Regions from separate parts of the Oncorhynchus mykiss genome. Here region 1 is linked to region 2. Evidence: chromatin contacts called from public Hi-C data. All regions are on one chromosome and are shown on one strand. The core of a region is the stretch at or near the end of the contact, and the rest is flanking DNA. Distances in the headings are between cores, read along the strand shown.

Region 1 (3,813 bases), core at 230-2,729, 140 kb after region 2:
ATGAGTGCTACGGGTCAGTAGTCATTTAGGCAGGTTACCTTAGTGTTCTTGGGCACAGGGACTGTAGAAAGGCCCATGGAGATGGTGGAATTGTCCTTTAATTCATGGCCACTTGCTCAGCCGGGCCAGGGGCGCTTTAATTAGGTCAGGTGGAAATGTCCGACAGATCTCAAATCAGTAAAAGGAGGACATCGCCACTGCCCAACCTCGCTGCTTTCTCTTCCTCAACTCCGTCTAATCCAGACATTCTGTGCGTCCATGAATCAACGTAACTCCACCGAATCTGTTACCTTTCATCTGAACTATGCTGCAATCGGGAGAGCCGGCCATCAGTTATTGTTTATAGTTATTACTGCGGAGCGAGGCTTGGAGCGCACGCTTCAAACCTGTTGTGTTATGTATATGCCCAATGATCACAGCCCTACAGACATTGATATATAGTTAAAATGTAATGAAATTACATGTACATATGAAGACTAACCTAGAAGGATGAAATATGAAACTTAATGATTTACTGACATTATAAATTCTTATATCAAATGTATGGAGATTATAGATTGTATAAATTAACAATGCATTTGCATTAATCCTTCTCTGGATTAACATGATGGTTAACATGGTTATGATCATAAAGGACTCCATTCTGCTTCATATTGAATTCCTATGGAACCTTATTGCTGAATTATTCTGTTAATAATGACAATGATTGTTATCATTTGACTTTCTGATTTGAATTTTTATTGGGTACATGTTATTCTGTTTCTTTTGTTATACAGCACAGACAAACTAACCAGTACATATACCACTTTGTGGTTAAAGGAATTCCTGCCTCAGTCTCATCCATTCCTCTGTCACCTGACCATCTGTTCACCTTCACTATTGCCAGTCATCCTACCTGTCCAGCTACCCACACAGATTCCAATAATCTTTCAGGGACTATGGTGGTCTGCTTGAAACATGTTGGAATTACAGACTCAGACAGGGAGAGGTTGAAAATGTCAGTGAAGACACTTGCCAGTTGGTCAGCACATGCTCGTAGTACACGTCCTGGTAATCCATCTGACTCTGCCTTGCTGTAAGTTGTCAATGATGGACTGCACAGTCAACTCGGTAGCTCTCATTCCTAAACGACTACGTGGCTGATACACCTAGTTAAATAAAACAAAACATACACCTACGTGAAGTAAAGCTGACTCACAGAAAAGTACTTAAAATAAATGTTAAAATATAGCATTTTACCATCATTTAGCAGTGAATTCGTTGATGCTTCTCTACTACCCTCCATGTTCATCGTGTGATGACGTAGAATTTCAGCGACATGAAATGAACCAAACCAAACATTTTATTATTCTTAATAAAATATCAAATTATCTGTATTTGTATCAACGTGCATTGTTATAACGTTACTTATCAAATAAATCCAAAAATAAAAAATATTTAAATCCTTTTTAGGTTCAAAGGTAAAACATGAAAGGTTATTCGGAGGACACGCCCACTAACATACCGCGTGTTATTGTTTGCATTCGGGTGTTTGTCATCTTTAGCTAACTAGCTAGCTTAATTACATTAAATATGAACGTTATCTAGTCACACCAACGTTAGAATAGGTCATAAACTGCATGCAACAAACAGTTTCGACTGTGGAAAGAAAAGCATTGCCATGCCAATCTAGCTAGCTGGCTAGCTAGCTAACTGACTAGCTCACTTTAGTGATTAAAACGTACTGTACGGTCTATGAAAATGACGACCACCAACATGATGGACATGTTTGAGGAAGGGAAAGTTCTGAAAATCTGTGCTCCTATGGTCCGGTATTCAAAGTAAGATTATCTGATACTCGTACATTTTCAATGACTTGTTCAGCGGTTTTGTGCAGATAGCTGAAATAGGTTGAGCAATAGCTATAACTCATCGTTTATTTTCAACTTTTCCAGGTTGGCATTCAGGTCACTGGTGAGGAAATTCGACTGTGACATTTGCTTCACTCCAATGATAGTTGCTCCTGACTTTATGCGTTCTGTCAAAGCCAGAGACAGTGAATTTACAACTAATGAAGGTAATATGAGATCACTTTTTTTCTTCAAGGAAATATTAGATGCCTCTCAAACTATAGGGATTTGGTGTCTGTTGTCATTGATGTGTGGAGACTGTCAATTTGGTGTCAATTAAATCCAACTTTAATGCTCTCTGTCTCTCCCATCAGCTGACCGTCCTCTGATCGTGCAGTTTGCTGCTAGTGATGCCCAGACCCTGGCTGATGCAGCCTGTGTGGTCGCACCCTTCTCTGATGGAGTGGACCTCAACTGTGGCTGTCCCCAGCGATGGGCCATGTCAGATGGCTACGGGGCATGCCTTATCAACAAACCTGAGCTGGTCAAAGACATGGTTCGACATGTCAGGAACCAAGTTGACAATCCTAACTACACAGCCTCCATCAAAATACGGTAAGAGTGATCATATCAACAAATATAATTGTTTCACTTTTACTTCAATGACAAAAGAGCTTGTTAAAGCTTTATTTAGCAAATAACCTAAGTGTCATGAAGTTCCTTTTGTAGTTGTTGTTTCCTCTCTCTTTTCTCAGAATTCACAAGGACCTGCGACGTACGGTGGACCTGTGTCAGAAGGCAGAGGCGGCAGGGGTGTCCTGGATAACGGTCCATGGTCGAACCGCAGAAGAGCGCCACCAGCCGGTCCACTTTGATGCCATCAAGACCATCAAGGACAGCCTGTCAGTCCCTGTCGTCGCCAACGGAGACATAAAGACCCTCCGAGATGTGGAGACCACTCACCAGCTCACTGGAGTTGATGGTCAGTTCAATTTGTGCAAATCGCAATTGATTCTTTATTCCCAATATTGTGCACTACTTGTGACCAGAGACTCCGCAGTCACATGGGACTCTGGTCAAAAATAGTGCACTCTGTACTCATGAGACAGATCCTTAGTAACTACACATGTGTAGTTATTTCAATGGAAAAGACACTCTTGAAATAGCTTCATATTAAATTCCCTTATATAGGCCAAAGTGATCCACAATGAAAATAAACCTACAACATGGGGGGTTTCTGGGGGGGAGCCACTATCATGGTTTATTTTCAAAGAACTGCATAGTCCACTGTTTACTCGTTATCATAAACACTTTATCTGCTTTTCATTTGCATTTATTCTGTAACCTCTCATTCCCTCCAGGGAAATCATTTTCTGTTTATTGTGCCATCTTAACATATATTCATTGTAAGTACATAAATGGGTAGCTAGAGGTTCCATTCACAGAAATAATTTGAGAAAGATGGAATATATCAATACAGGATCTTTATTGTTAAATGGCTCACTCAAGACACTTCCCACCCCACGTGCCCTGTCCTGTAGGTGTGATGGCAGCCCGGGGGCTGTTGTCCAACCCGGCCATGTTCGCTGGCTACAACGAGACCCCTCTTGAGTGTGTGTGGGACTGGGTGGACCTCGCCACGAACCAGGGGACCCCCTTCACCTGCTTCCACCAGCACCTCATTTACATGCTGGAGAGGGTCAGCTCCCAGCCCGAGAGGAAGGTGTTCAACTCCCTGCAAAGCACCGCCGCAGTCATAGACTACCTCCACAACACATATGGATCCCCAGACACACAGACAGTAGGCCTATCATGAACACTGGCTGGGTATAATTTATTGTATGTTATTAATCATATTTCCAATGGAATAAAAGCTTGTATTTACTATATTACCTTTTTTTTAAATCTCATTCTGATAGAGGAGTGCAGTGTGTCAGCACGTGACCCTCTCTCTACCTGCAATAAAAATCAGATTCACTTCAAC
Region 2 (4,157 bases), core at 371-2,870:
ATTGAACATGTATTGTAGGATCCATTAATAAATAACATGTATTTAGGTTACTGAATAAGAGGACTCATGTCTACAGTCGTGGCCAAAAGTTTTGAGAATGACACAAATATTAATTTTCACAAAGTCTGCTCCCTCAGTTTGTATGATGGCAATTTGCATATACTCCAGAATGTTATGAAGAGTGATCAGATGAATTGCAATTAATTGCAAAGTCCCTCTTTGCCATGCAAATGAACTGAATCCCCCAAAAACATTTCCACTGCATTTCAGCCCTGCCACAAAAGGACCAGCTGACATCATGTCAGTGATTCTCTCGTTAACACAGGTGTGAGTGTTGATGAGGACAAGGCTGGAGATCACTCTGTCATGCTGATTGAGTTCGAATAACAGACTGGAAGCTTCAAAAGGAGGGTGGTGCTTGGAATCATTGTTCTTCCTCTGTCAATCATGGTTACCTGCAAGGAAACACGTGCCGTCGTCATTGCTTTGCACAAAAGGGCATCACAGGCAAGAATATTGCTGCCAGTAAGATTGCACCTAAATCAACCATTTATCAGATCATCAAGAATTTCAAGGACAGCGGTTCAATTGTTGTGAAGAATGCTTCAGGGCGCCCAAGAAAGTCCAGCAAGCGCCAGGACCATCTCCTAAAGTTGATTCAGCTGCGGGATTGGGGCACCACCAGTACAGAGCTTGCTCAGGAATGGCAGCAGGCAGGTGTGAGTGCATCTGCACGCACAGTGAGTCGAAGACGTTTGGAGGATGGCCTGGTGTCAAGAAGGGCAGCAAAGAAGCAAATTCTCTCCAGGAAAAACATCAGTGACAGACTGATATTCTGCAAAAGGTACAGGGATTGGACTGCTGAGGACTGGGGTAACGTCATTTTCTCTGATGAATCCCCTTTCCGATTGTTTGGGGCATCTGGAAAAAAGCTTGTCCCAAGAAGACAAGATGAGCGCTACCATCAGTCCTGTGTCATGCCAACAGTAAAGCATCCTGAGACCATTCATGTGTGGGGTTGCTTCTCAGCCAAGGGAGTGGGATCACTCACAATTTTTCCTAAGAACACAGCCATGAATGGTACCAATGGTACCAACACATCCTCCGAGAGCAACTCCTCCCAACCATCCATGAACAGTTTGGTGACGAACAATGCCTTTTCCAGCGTGATGGAGCTCCTTGCCATAAGGCATAAGTGGCTCCGGGAACAAAACATCGATATTTTGGGTCCATGGCCAGGAAGCTCCACAGACCTTAATCCCATTGAGAACTTGTGGTCAATCCTCAAGACTCACAAATTCTAACAAACTTCAAGCATTGATTATGCAAGAATGGGCTGCCATCATGGGATGTGGCCCAGAAGTTAATTGACAACATGTCTGGGCAGATTGCAGAGGTCTTGAAAAAGAAGGGTCAACACTGCAAATATTGACACTTTGCATCAACTTCATGTAATTGTCAATAAAAGCCTTTGACACGTATGAAATACTTGTAATTATACTTCAGTATTCCATACTAACATCTGACAAAAATATCTAAAGACACGGAAGCAGCAATATTTGTGTCATTCTCAAAATGTTTGCCCATTACTGTACTTACTACACAATCAGACATGCTGAGCTTTTATTTTGAAAAAACGAGGACGTGTTGACGTCATTTTTATTCGACAGAAGTGACCCAGAATCCGTAGCGCCCATAATCATGGCTGGCGTTCTGAAAAAGGTACGAGTCGAGGTCATATTATGATGATGCTTTTGTGAAAATGTAATGTGCTTTTGTTTATTCAGTTAGATTACTGTCACTTTACAATCGATATGAGCTTGTGTCGCTTCCTATTGACAAGCATGCGTGTCAGATAGCTGCTAGGCTGGCTCGTCTACTAGCTAGCTTGCTCATTTGCTGGAGGGTTCGTGGATATATACTTTGATCTGCTATGTCAGGGTTAGTTACCTAGGCCAAGGGCTTGTCCGTTGTGAAGTAAATATAGCCAATTTAGATGGCTGACACGATACGAACCCAAAGGTACATGACGTTTTATCCATATGTTCTGTAATGTTCCACCTTCCTTCTGAATGCCGTATGGCTATTTTACCCAGGAGATTACTAACGTTAACTATGTAGTCTCGCGTGCCAGCTAGCTATTATGCTCATTGTGTCATATTTCCCCCAGACAACAGGTTTGGTGGGACTGGCCGTGTCCCACAACCCTCATGAGGTGAGTCTCCAGTAATGGCCATAAACCGCAGTAGTGGACCACGCCTACTTTGGTATGATAATGTAACGGTCTGTGCGTGTGTCCCCTCAGCGCCTGAGGATCTTGTACAGTAAGATCCTGGCGTCTCTCCAGGTCATCCCTCAGGACGCAGCCTACAGAAAGTACACAGAACAGCTTGTCAATGACCGTTTTGACCTTATCAAAGCCGTAAGTTTACACTCCAACCATCCTCACATCTAGGGTCAGGTGAAGTTTAACAGAGGAGAACTCTTCCTACCAGCTCCCCCTTGTTGACTTTTATATTTATGATGTCATGTTACGAGACATTGTTTGGAATGGCATCTGTGTTTCAATCCATATAGATCATTTCATTGTCTTTCTTCATTTCAATTGAAAGGAGCCTGATGTGGAGAAACTAGAGAAGAAAATCAACTGTGGTCAGATCGAGGAGGTCATTCACCAGGTACAGAGAGGAGCCTCACACTCTTTTCATTGCATCTTCCTCCTAAAGTTGCACCTGGTTTCTACATGCGTCCGTTGTCCTGATCATGTCCAAATTCTGGTTGTGCCCACATAAGTTGACCGGTGTAGACACATTGTGATCTGATTGTGATTATATCTTCCTGACCACCTCCGGAGGTAGTTGAAGACGCATCTTGTGCGGATATCCTTGAAGTGTAAACAAATCCGGATAACAAAAGCGTATAAATTTGGCCAACGTTATGGTTGTCCCGCCCTCTCAAAAAATAGCAAACAGTTGAATTAAGATCATGGTCTTTAGAAACCAAATGCCAACTGGCACTGTGGTCGGATATGCCACAGTCCAATACCGCGTCCAGCTCTGCTTAAAATTGGCATATAGAAAAATATGTTTAAGAGATATTGTCCCGAATGAGAGAAAAACGGTTCTCACATCTAATGCCAGGCCAAAATAAAATATTTGAAAACATCATAGGCTACAGAAAGGCCAAGGACTGTAATAGCAGAATTGAAACGTGTTGGGGATGCATGCAGGGATGGACTATGATGGAGCAGAAGAGAGCAGTGTATAGATAGGCCTAATGTTCCCCCTGTACCTAACCAGGTAGGCAGGTGGTGAATAGTCCATTTCAGTTGCTGTATCAGATATGAACATAATACAGTGATGTTATAATGCAGTCCTTTTCGGATGTCAATAAAGTGCAGAAGATTTCCAAACTGATGCGTCGAGGCGCATAGCTTTCTGTAGCCTAAGCGTGAGCGAGGCTACTGTCCAATAGGCTAGTGTAGGCTTCAATTACGAAGGACTCTTCAGGCTACTTTTAGATTGACTCTGTTCCTTTATAAAGCCTTTGCTTTACATGCTTGCTGCTTTTATCCATGCATTTTCATAATTTGACCACACGTCTTGCTATAGGTTATCATTTTGAGGTACCGTTAGCGAATTATCAATGATTTGGAGGAAACTGAACCACGGTCATTCTCCCAGCATGTTGCTTTTTTATTCCTTTAATACTGTTTAGGCCTATACTAAAGGTTATTTACAATATGTATGTAAACATCGATGCGTAATGAACAACCCTATCCTGACTTATTTGGATAATGCGTTGTGCCATTCAGAGATGCACTTTGTAGCCTACTCTAACTTACTGTGCAATAATAGTATTTTGTACACACATCCAGATATTCAAATCGTTTGTGTGGTGACGTTTTTAGGGATTGGAGAGATTCTCTGAATATTGGACAAGTCGAGGTTATCGAAACAGTAGTCTGTTACGCCCAGTCTTAAATCATTGGATAACAAAAGTAGGCTGTAATGATGAGTATAAAACTATTGACTATAAAAGCGTGCTGTTTTCTGTCATAACGGTAGGTCGAATTAATTTGCCACCAGGGAGGGACCAGGGAATCTGGTCACAATACGAAGTGGGCAGATAAGAATCCCATTTTATTACCGTGTGTA

Evidence for each region. A called contact is a pair of places that touch in the nucleus more often than the background predicts.
Region 1: a Hi-C map of liver shows a contact between it and region 2, with 2.7 times the contacts expected there. The contact joins the promoter of LOC110490283 here to the promoter of LOC110490280 in region 2. A contact is called at or near these places in 2 of 3 Hi-C or Micro-C datasets (blood and liver).

Annotation. Positions count from the first base shown.
Region 1 is chr15:52,346,645-52,350,457 of USDA_OmykA_1.1, forward strand. LOC110490283 (tRNA-dihydrouridine(20a/20b) synthase [NAD(P)+]-like) reads left to right here and starts at 1,480. Exons shown (of 13, transcript XM_021563581.2): 1 at 1,480-1,820; 2 at 1,935-2,056; 3 at 2,204-2,444; 4 at 2,585-2,811; 5 at 3,371-3,642. The coding sequence starts at 1,735. It overlaps LOC110490281 (a long non-coding RNA gene), which reads right to left and starts at 1,289. Exons shown (of 3, transcript XR_005036125.1): 1 at 1,240-1,289.
Region 2 is chr15:52,203,205-52,207,361 of USDA_OmykA_1.1, forward strand. LOC110490280 (NADH dehydrogenase [ubiquinone] 1 alpha subcomplex subunit 5) reads left to right here and starts at 1,621. Exons shown (of 5, transcript XM_021563579.2): 1 at 1,621-1,722; 2 at 2,171-2,215; 3 at 2,306-2,422; 4 at 2,613-2,678. The coding sequence starts at 1,702.